Regions from separate parts of the Ovis aries genome. Here region 1 is linked to region 2. Evidence: chromatin contacts called from public Hi-C data. All regions are on one chromosome and are shown on one strand. The core of a region is the stretch at or near the end of the contact, and the rest is flanking DNA. Distances in the headings are between cores, read along the strand shown.

The links. Hi-C and Micro-C count contacts between places; a contact is called where the count stands out from the background.
Region 1: a Hi-C map of muscle shows a contact between it and region 2, with 2.9 times the contacts expected there. The contact joins the enhancer-like site here to the promoter of RAF1 in region 2. A contact is called at or near these places in 9 of 16 Hi-C or Micro-C datasets (blood, hypothalamus, mixed tissues and 4 more).

Annotation. Positions count from the first base shown.
Region 1 is chr19:56,475,196-56,480,602 of ARS-UI_Ramb_v3.0, reverse strand. It overlaps RAF1 (Raf-1 proto-oncogene, serine/threonine kinase), which reads right to left. Exons shown (of 19, transcript XM_060402677.1): 13 at 1,227-1,311; 14 at 431-607. Among named protein-coding and RNA genes, the nearest start is that of MKRN2, 46 kb to the left of the region's middle. Within about 2 kb of position 1,837, at least 8 of the 54 cell types and tissues checked have an H3K27ac peak or open chromatin away from gene starts, as enhancers often do. A contact at or near this core is called in hypothalamus and muscle, where this site is marked.
Region 2 is chr19:56,409,203-56,414,168 of ARS-UI_Ramb_v3.0, reverse strand. It overlaps RAF1 (Raf-1 proto-oncogene, serine/threonine kinase), which reads right to left and starts at 3,135. Exons shown (of 19, transcript XM_060402677.1): 1 at 2,833-3,135.

The DNA of each region.
Region 1 (5,407 bases), core at 588-3,087, 68 kb before region 2:
CAGCATGCCAGGCCTCCCTTTCAATCTCCATCTCCCGGAGTTCACTCAAATTCATGTCCATCAAGTCGGTGATGTAAATTATCAGAAAAGTGACATCTGATAAACCCTCAGGTGGATAAACCACACTGGACAGCTACACCTCAGAGGCGTGGCGCCCCCCAGAAGCTGCCGGCCCACTCTGTGTTCTGGGGTGTCTGGCTGAACTCTGAGGGCAGCAGCTGGAACCTGAATCTGAGCTCTAAGCAGGTAGATAGCTCAGGCAAGAAACCTGACATTCTCATTCTTTCAGTCCACCCCACAGGTTCACTTCCAGCTGTGCAAAAATATCACAGAATCCACTTAACAGACTGAGCTTTCCCTAATCTTGGTTTTGATTTAGGGACAAGGTGCATGGACCCCAGACCTCCTACTCGTCAAGCCATCCACTCACTCCATTCCCTGAGCCGTCTGCCGGGCAATGTCGATCAGCTGGAACATCTGGAACTTGGTCTCCTGGACATGCAGGTGCTTGTAGAGGCTGCTGCCCTCGCACCACTGCGTCACGATCGCCAGGTTGTCCTTCGTCATGTACCCCATGAAGAGCAGGATGTTCACGTGCCGGGTTTTGCTGGAGGAGGGGGAACAAAAGGCTCTGTGCTTCTGCAGACAGGGAGGTGCATCCTGCCCCCGAGCGCAGCTGGTGTGCTACCGACACCTCCGCACTTACAACCCCGGGGCTTGCAAAGCAAGCATGGCAGACTGCGCCCACACAGCCGCTGCTCTGGGCTAGCAGGGCGGCCACCCGGGTGCCGGCCTGGACGGCAGAGAAGGCGTCCCCTCCCAGCAGCACAGACCCAACAAGCACAGGGGTCACCCATCCACTCAGCCTAGTCCTGAGTTTAATCAGGGACTCCACAAAGACTGAAAAGCTGATGGTTTTGAAGTCCAAATTAAGGCCATTTGGCTATAAAGAGTTCTTGGAAATAAATATGAAAATAGAACCTATTTCTCCCTATGTCAAACCAAAACCCAGCAACAGAACCTGAGCTGTTGAGGTGGTGAGCCCAGAGGCTGAGGCGGTGGGAGGGCGGTGCCATCAAGCAGCTCTTCTCAAGGCCTAACGAGCACAGGAGCTGGAAGAAGGTTCCACTCCTTTCCACTCGAAAGGGAGCTCCACAGGAGCACGCCCCCAGAGGCAGGGCCCGCCCGCCCCTCCACAGCTCCACAGAGGCCCACTCTACACTCACCGGAGGACAGCCACCTCGTTCCTGAAGGCCTGGAACTGCTCTGGAGTGGGGTCAACAACCTTCAGAATCTTTACTGCAACATCTCCTGCAAATGAGTTTACAGTCAGTACAGCTGAATGATCTTAACTTCATTTTTCACGTACACTCGTCTGAGGAAGAGATAGTAAATCCCTTATTCAAAAATCACAGACCTACACAGGACAAATACTATGCCAATTTCTGAATTATTCAAGTGGCTGAAAAAAAAACAGGTTATACTACTATCCTTAAAACTCCACCCTAAGGCCCTGAACCGGCTCGGTTTCAGCTGTTCCTGTCAAGCCTGGCATCCCCGGTGGTGAGGTGACCGTCACAAGCTGGGCCCATAAGGATGAGAGCAGCAGGGTGTGAACCGCCCAGCAGATGCTGAGTCTCCGAGGCCAGAGGCTGGTGCCCAGAAGCGGGCCAGTGACGGCCCAGATGCTCCTTGCACAGATTCAAAGATCTGCATTGTAATGAAGCTCCTCTGCCTTCAATCCCATTAGAAACCAATCCTCTCAACGACCCCTGACCACTCACTAAGCCTGCACGCTGCCTCCACGGGGCGGCACTGCTCCAATCCTCAGCTGCCTTCTCCCTCTAGCACTGCTGACCTCACCCTATAAGCAATGCAGGGGCTAGGCCAGTTGGCCACGGTAGCACTGCCCAAAAAGCCAGAGCCAGACTAGAACCCCAGTCCAACAGCTGTACTTGTAACTAACATACTGTCAATCACTCTTCATGTAACTTCAGAAACACCCACAGAGCAACTCTATTTTATAGGTAAGGCTGATTTAGAAGCCACTTTCAGTAACAGTGCTGATGACAAACTGCCTGAAGCCCTACAGGGACGTCAGCTTTCAGGAAAAGCGATCAGACAGAGGATTCCAGCTCAGCGGCACCCCAGAGGTGACCGAGTTCCCCCGCATCCTGAGCCTGTGCCCGCAGCACCCTGGCACCTCTACTGGGGCACTCATTTCACTTTGGGGGGCACCAAATGGTAGAGAGATGGTTCTCATGACGGACTGCTGCCCTGCGATCTCTGCATCATGTGAAAATAAAATCACCTAACAGCAGCTTCCACACTGGTTCTTAACCAATTTCCTGCCACATGAATTTGCGGAGGGCCCAGGCTGCCTGTGGACGGCAGAGACGCACTGTGTTCAGAGCTGCCTTCTACCTGGGCAGATGGAGCTGGTGAACCGTGCAGCCCCGACCCCAAGTTCTGATGACGGACAAACGGACAAGAGCCTTCTGGGTAACTGTCCATTCTGGAGCATCTGAGCCAAGACAGAACGCAGGTGAGGGCGCTGACCCAGAGAGGAGCGAGTATGCCAGCAGAGAGGGTGGCGGTCTTCAGGGTGGCGGTCTTCGGAGGGAGATGGGAGGTCAGCCAAGGCAAGAGGCAGTTCTGGACGAGGAACACCAGGAGCAGTGAGGTGATGGGGAGGAGAGAGAGAGAGGCCAGGGAAACGCTAGCGTGTGCTGCGACGCCTGCAGGCCAGGAGGGGGCTGGGGGAGCCTGAAGCAGGCCCAGCTCGGCGCAGGCAGAGCTGACGGAGGGCTGTAAGGGACAGAGGCCAGAACCCCGTGAAAGTGAACTGGCTCAATGCGGCAGTCAGCCGAGAGGCAGGGCAGGGGCCAGGGTGGGCCGGGGCCAGGGTGGGCCGGGGCGGGACGCAAAGGGCCAGGCTTGGGAGGATGCGGGAGGGAGCCGGGCGAGGCTGGCCGCCCCTCGGGGGAACCACTCCCCACGCTGAGCCTGGTCGGCACGCCCTGCACGCCCTGCCCCCTCACGGCTCTCCTCCGGGCACACGCAGTCCCGGGTACACGGGCACATGCAGTCCCACTGTGGACTGATCAGCATGGCAACCGCAGAGAGGGCAGCAGCAGCCACACAGCTGCCCCAGCAACGCCCCCTGACCTGAGCTCAGCTGGCACCCTCCCCCTCTAGCCTCTACTTTCTGCAGCTGGGAACAAGACGGACTCCTGTTAAACAGTCATCTGTTCTCTGTTCCACCATCACTCTCTCTTAAGTCCAAACCCTACTCCCCAGGTCGTGCCCGTCACTGATGGGGAGACGGGACCCAGAGGCCCGCCAGCTCAGGTTAGCAGTTCTGCCAGCGGACTGTGCGTTAAGACTACAGTCTGGGTCACAGCACCCCCAAGAAGGCCATCACAGGGATCCAGTTTGCTGAGAACAATGGCCAAACAAGACAGGAAAACCGATTTCAACTCCCATACAAAAAGGCTCTCTGCTGGTGGGAACCGCCCAGAGCGAGGCTGAGTTTTCAGGTCACTCAGAAGCTCCCATCACTGGTCTTCAGGCCAAGGCTGGGCAGCCTCCTGAAGGCCAGGCAGAGTCCAGGATGCCCACTGCACCCAGTGAGACCAGGGTCTCTCCGGGCCCTCACAGGCCACAGCCTGACCCCACTGCCCCAGCCTCTCCCTCGCGCCTCCCCAGCAGCCCCTCAGAGCTCCTGGGGTCCCTGAGACAGGCCCGGGGTGCGGCCCACTCCACCTCTGCTGCTTCCCTCACGGACTCCCCACTGACCCATCGACTAAATGCCGGGAGCCAGGCCTGCCACTCCTCACCCGCCTTCTTCCAAGTTCCTCCTGAGCGCTCAGCACACACCATCTGCTGGGCTTTCCTTGGTTATTATCCCCACCAGAATATTAACTCCGTAAGAGAAAGAATTTGTATCCATTTTGCTCAGGGCTTCAGTCCTAGCCCTAAGAGAAATGCTTGGTATTAGAAGAATGCTCAGGAAACACTGGCTGAAGAAATGAGTGGATTCTAAGAGGCACCAGTCAGCAAGCCAAGTCATGAACTCAAAAGCTGTCTGTCTGAAGTTCTGGAGCTGGAAGCGGGCACAGCCTCTGACAGGGAGCAGCGGGCACTGAGATGGCCCGCGGGGCCCGACGCGTCAGGACCACTCAGCGTCGCCCTCTCAGCGCTCCGTGCAGCAGGCTCAGCGCCACTGTTGAGTGACCATGTGACGCGGGCGCTACTAAACCAGAACGTCTCACTTTCCCTCCACAGTAATGTCAGAGGCAAACGTGGTACAAGCTCTAAGATACATTGCTACTGGTTATCACAGTTTCAATAAGACACTGAGCTGGTATGATTCATCCACCACTGAAGAAGAAAGAGCTGCCATCACTGATGAATCTCAAGTGGGTTTTTTTTTTCTTTTTACCTTTTTATACTTCAATTACCTTTCCTGTTTTAATCATCTGGGATTGCCTAAAACTTACTGTACACAACCCTGCTTTCTAGAACAGAAACAGACTGAACCCCATTCCTCCTCTTTATACTGACTCAGTCAAGATGAGCCTCAGCCTGAGGTGGGGCTGGGGGCCCCACACATGGCTCCGCCAGCTGCAGACCTCACTTGGGGCCCCTGAGTGTCCTCGGTCTGGGGATCTGCTACCTCTTCTCGCCCTAAGAGACTGACCCTGCTAACAGTCTGAGAGCTTCAGCTGCTGTCTTTATCGTTTTTAATGCATTTTTGCAATTAGGAGACGCCAAATTCACACTCAAAAGGAGACTCGGCTCTCAGGCCCGAAGAGTCTCTTCTGTATGTGAAGTCAGTAGGCTCCGTTCACGGATCTGAGGCCTCCACCTTGGCTGCTTTAAGACCTTTTCTGTTTTTTTATTTTTGTTCTGCAGCTGGGAAAAATAAAAAGCATTTAAAAATCACCAAAACAGCTATAATTTTTAAGGAATCGAATAAAACATTGTATTATATATATAGGAATCAGAAAAGCATGGGGGGAGGCAAAAAGGAAGCAAGCATAGCATAAAACATTCACTCTTGAAATCATGGTTTCCTTGACCCTCTCCTTCGTCTTCATTTGCAGACCACAGCTTGCTTTCTGAGAGGCTGACCTAAAAGTCCACGGCTCCTCACTCCTCTGACTTTTGAGACTCTTAACTCAGAAAAATTAGAATTGAAAGCATTAGATGTTATCCACATTCTAACAGTTGTCTTTATGGAAGTAACACTAGCGCAATATACCTCCTTACAGTAATCCACACACTCACAACTAAGAGAAAATCTACAATCTCAAAGGCAGTACTGTGGCAAATCTAATGCTCTAAAAACTTATGAACCCCCAATAAAAGTGCTCAATCGGAGGAGGTTTAAATTTGGGCAACA
Region 2 (4,966 bases), core at 1,886-4,385:
CCCAAGTGTCCCTTGATGTCCCAATTAATTTAGTCAAGGTGAACAATTTTCCAACTACAGTCATTTTTTTCGGAGAACTGACTTTCACAACACACATGATTTAAAAAACAAAAGATCTTTTTAAGTCAAAGCTTGACTTTATGGTTTCATAAACCCCCCACTGTCACATAGTCCACTGCCTTTCAAAGGCACTAGTTAAAATTCTCTTCTGCAAGTCAACATTAAGGCATGCTGTTCATCTAACAAGCTCCTCCCAAGACCAGGATTATGATGTATGGGCTATTATGTTAACATGCAAACAAAAGCACTCCCCATGTAACATTTTTCTATTTTTAGGCAACAGGTTATTAACAAAGCTTTATCTGGAATTAAAATGTGATAGAATCATGCACCTACTACAAACAGGTTACTTGAAATAGTAATTTGAAGTTATTAATTATATTTTCCATTTAATAAGTAACCTAGTGCTTCTGGAGAAGTCAGATTTAACTTCCAAGAAGTTGCTGTTTAATCCTCAGAGCAAACTTCTACTTTGGATTTCACAAGTGGCCTGTTTTAAACTAAAACCAACTAGTCTCAGAGCAGTTAAAATATAATACTTAATGTTTAACCATTCTCCATTTGATCTTTTAGATACTTTTCATCGTAAGTGACCAGCTTAATCTGCTTCTCACTGTTTTCTCCTGCAAAACCAAAACCTATAAAATATGTTCTCCTGTACTTCACTCAAGCCTTCTCCTTTGAAGGCATACACATCTTTTAATTGTTGTTAAATAAGAATTTTAGAAAACTAAGCAATTTCACTACAACTTATAATCACAAACACTGCATATCTAAAAGATAATAAGCTTTTACACAGAAAGAGTAACAGGTTAATTTTCCCAAGTATCCTGTGTTCAACTGGGTCAAATGTTTCTGTTGCATTTTAAACAGCAAGCCCTTAAAGTGATAAGGGTGAAAACAAACCAAAAGAATTTTAATCTTAATGTTCTGGAGTGGTATATAATCATCACAACCCAAAAAAGATTCAGGAACTTCTAGATGAAGTCTGTTAATATCATAATAGTCACTTTAGCACAAACATTAAGCACAACAATACAGCTCTTTGGGGAAAATTATGTTCATAGAGCTAAAGACTTTAAAACAGAACTGGAATCCACAGAATCAATCCGAACAGTTTACTATATAAAACATCTACTAAACTAGAAATAGTTGCATTCTACAATTTTTCAGATTGTTTCATATAATCTGCCAATTTCTAAGCAACTGGGGAGCACAATTTATGTTGTCAACAACCATTTAAAATGCGGTTATAGTAGACTGCCTTACATTTATAAAGACAACACTTTTGTGACCAAGCACAACTTCAGAAGAACCTTTTGCAAGAATCCCGAGAAATATGAATTCTGTTCATTCACCACAGTGCAAGAGCAAAATATTTGACGTAAAGCATTTATCAAAATGTTCTTGACGGAGCTTAACAAAGTAAATCTGTGCAATTACTAACAGCTTTAACATCATCAAGAGAAGGGGGAAAATCGATTATCAGCAAGAAAATTAGCAACATTCGTCTAAAATAACTCCAATTAAACCAACTAGCTCACGATCTTCAACAAAGAAAGATCCTTCGCAAGCTAGGCAACCTTTGTTTCAGACCCTCATCTCTCACCACTTCCTTCCTGCACCCCAGACGGCTTGCTGCTCCCCAAATTCATTCCAACTCCTGCACATCTCGGGGCCTCTGTACCAGCTGTTTCCTCAGCTTAGCCTGCTCCGCCCTCCCCACCTGAAGAGCATTTGCTCAGCACGAAAATCCCCCTCCAGTCTACATGCTCCCTCAACTCCCCCAAGCAAAATGAGTCGTACCAAACTAGCACGACCCTGGGTAAACCCATCCTAATCACAGCGTCTTGTTTTCACATTTGGGAGCGAACAGAGGGGCCGCCTACCTCCACTCAGACCCGAGCGGACGAAGCAGGCAGAAATAATGAACGCGGGCTGAATCCATTCCCTCCTTACGACTTTTCAGAACCCCGTCACACCTAGAGGAGGCACAGCAGACCCTAACCTTCCTCCCACCAGAGAAAGGGGCACACCCTGGCCCCCTGAGAGAGAACAATGAATGAACACAGCCGCCTCGCCTCTCCTCACGTCCAAACGCCTCTCTCGGGGCATCGACTAGCTCTGCAGAGCCTCTGCAGCTGCACAGCCGAAGCGTCCAGGCGGCTCTCACTTCACACAAAGGAGCCCTGGATCTTTATTCCCAAGCATCCTGGGGCCGACCGTCAGTATAAGCATCCCAACGGTATCATCAGTAACGCGCAGAGTCCTGAGCCCCAAGGGGAGGCCCCGATCCCGTCCTTTGTGGTGGGACACCGACCTACTTCCTCCTCTTGTCCCCGACCGCTCTCACCTTCCCGAAAAGGGTGTCACTTGAGAGAAGATGCAAGCCCGGGTCCCCCCACTCTGCGGCCAGAAAGAAACGACGGTGGTCCACCTCAGTGACAACACGGATTCGAGGCGTCTCTGGGCGGATTTTCCCGTGGCCGAAACACAAGGACTGTGCAGCGGGAACTCGGGTGGCGCCCGCACGTCTCCCCGAAACACAAGGAAATCCTGAGTGGGGAATGTGGGGACTCGGCTCGCCGGCCATGACACCGAGCCCCGGGGCCCCCGCCCGCCCAGCGCCACCCGGGGTGACAGCGGCCTGGCCCGGCCCTCCGCCCGACCGCCGCGGGGCCGTTCCGTCAGCGACGCCCTAGCCGGGCCGCCCGGGAACCCGGCCCACTCAGCCCCGCCGCCCCGCTCCCACGGCCCGGCCCTGCAGCCTACCTGAGGGAGCCCGGCCGCCTCCGCGTCCAGTCGTCCGGCGGCGGCGTCTGGTCCGCTCCTCCTCCCCGCGGCGGGTGAGGGAGCGGGAGGCGATCACATTCGGCGCGTCCCCAGCCCAGGGGACGGGGCCCCGGGCAGCTCTCGCATTGTCCCACTCGCGCTCCGCGGCCTCAGGGCACACACCCCAAAGCCCGGCCACCTGTCCCTCTCCGGGGCCCAAGAGCGGCAGGAAAGCCTTCCCGTCTCACTCTCGTTCTCGCCTTAATCCCGCCATCTAAGATGGCGGCCCCAGCGCCCGCACTTGAGAGACTCTCGGGCGGCCCCGGCAGGCGAGCCCTACATTCGGTGCTCCTCCTCCCGACCTGCGCCGCCACCAGCTCTGCTTCTGCGCGAGCCCGCCTAGGAGCCGACTTCAAACTTGGCTCGGGCATCCATCGCTCTGGCCTGAACTCTGGTCCCACCTCCCAGTGGGCGTGGCCTAGAGATCGCGCTGATCGCCATTTCCGAGCCGTAAAGGCTCTAGGGCGGGTGCTGATCGGCCAACGGAGTGGCGGTCGAGGAGGGTCAGAGTTTAGCTGCCCCGAAGGAGTCTGAGACTTAAAAGGGAGAAGAAGGCCAGCCTGGTGATATCTCAAGGTCCAGAGATAACCAAATGAGCCCGAGGACTCAGTGTAGAGAACAGTGTCCAGCTTTGGCGTGTTCTCCCTGGAGTCCGACGCATCAGGAGACACATCGCGACTCTGTCGTTTACCCATCATGTGGGAAAGTCAGTAAACTTCTGAGTCTCAGTTCCTTGCTGGCTCAGACGGGAAAGAGTCTGCCTGCAGGAGACCCAGGTTGGATCCCTGAGTCTGAAAGACCGCTGAAGAAGGGAACGGCTACCCACTCCAGTATTCTTGCTTGGGAAACCCCATGGACAGAGGAGCCTGGCGGCTACAGTCCATAGAGTTGCAAAAGAGACACAGTGTAGCTACTAAACAGCAACAACAAATGGATATTTTAATGCATATACCCATCGCCCCAGCAGGTCCGCTCTGGACACTAATTCTAGAGCACAAAAAGGCACTCGCTAAAATGTTCATTGCCATGCTGTTTGCCTTAGAGATGACACTGGAAAAAAATGTTACTTAGTTAAAAAGGAAACTGCTCAAATAAAGGGTGCTATCTCCACAGTCCATGATATCCATTTGTTAAAAAGAATCAGCTAGTTCTATATACTGATTTTTTTTTTTCATCGAAGACATTACATTTTAAAAAGTAGAACATGTACAGAATGACTGTTCATTCTCACAGGGGCACACAATGCTACCCAACACCATGTACATTTTTTAATTTAAATTTTTATTGAAAGCCTGATGTTATTCTCCGTATTGGGAAGTCAGCAATAATCAAAAGCTCTGTCTTGTAAAGAGAAAGCCAAAGAAAATATAGTCAGTCCTATGTACAGTATAAAGGGAAATGAAGATGAAGCAACACTATGTGTAGGACTCGGCTTCCTCGGTGGCTCAGTGGAAAAGAATCCACCTGCCAATACAAGAGACAGGGGTTCCATTCCTGATCCGGGAAGATCCCACATGCCGAGGAGCAGCTAAGCTCATGTGCCTTAACTGCTGAGCCTGTGCCCTAGAACCCAGGATCCGCAACTACTGCGCCATGTACTGCAGCTAGTGAAGCCTGCAAGCCCTAGCTAGGGCCGTGCTCGACAGCAGCAAGAGCCACTGCAATGAGAAGCCCGCACACCTCGACTGGAGAGTAGCCCCCCTAAACTTGCTGCAACTAGAGAAGAGCCTAAATAAATAAAATTATTTTTTTAAAAAGAGTATGTGGACCTATATATAAATATAAAGTAATATGTAAAGACAAATACATAAGTATACAAATACGCATAAGTATGGAAAGGGAGTCCATGCAGGGGAAAGACGGGAAGACATTGAATAGGGAGGACCATGAGGGGATATTTTTTTAATTAGGAATAATGACATTTCCTATAATAATGATATTTGGGCTTCCCCAATAGCTCAGTTGGTAAAGAATCCACCTGCAATGCAGTAGACCCCAGTTTGATTCCTGGGTCGGGAAGATCTGCTGGAGAAGGGATAGGCTACCCACTCCAGTATTCTTGGGCTTCCCTTGT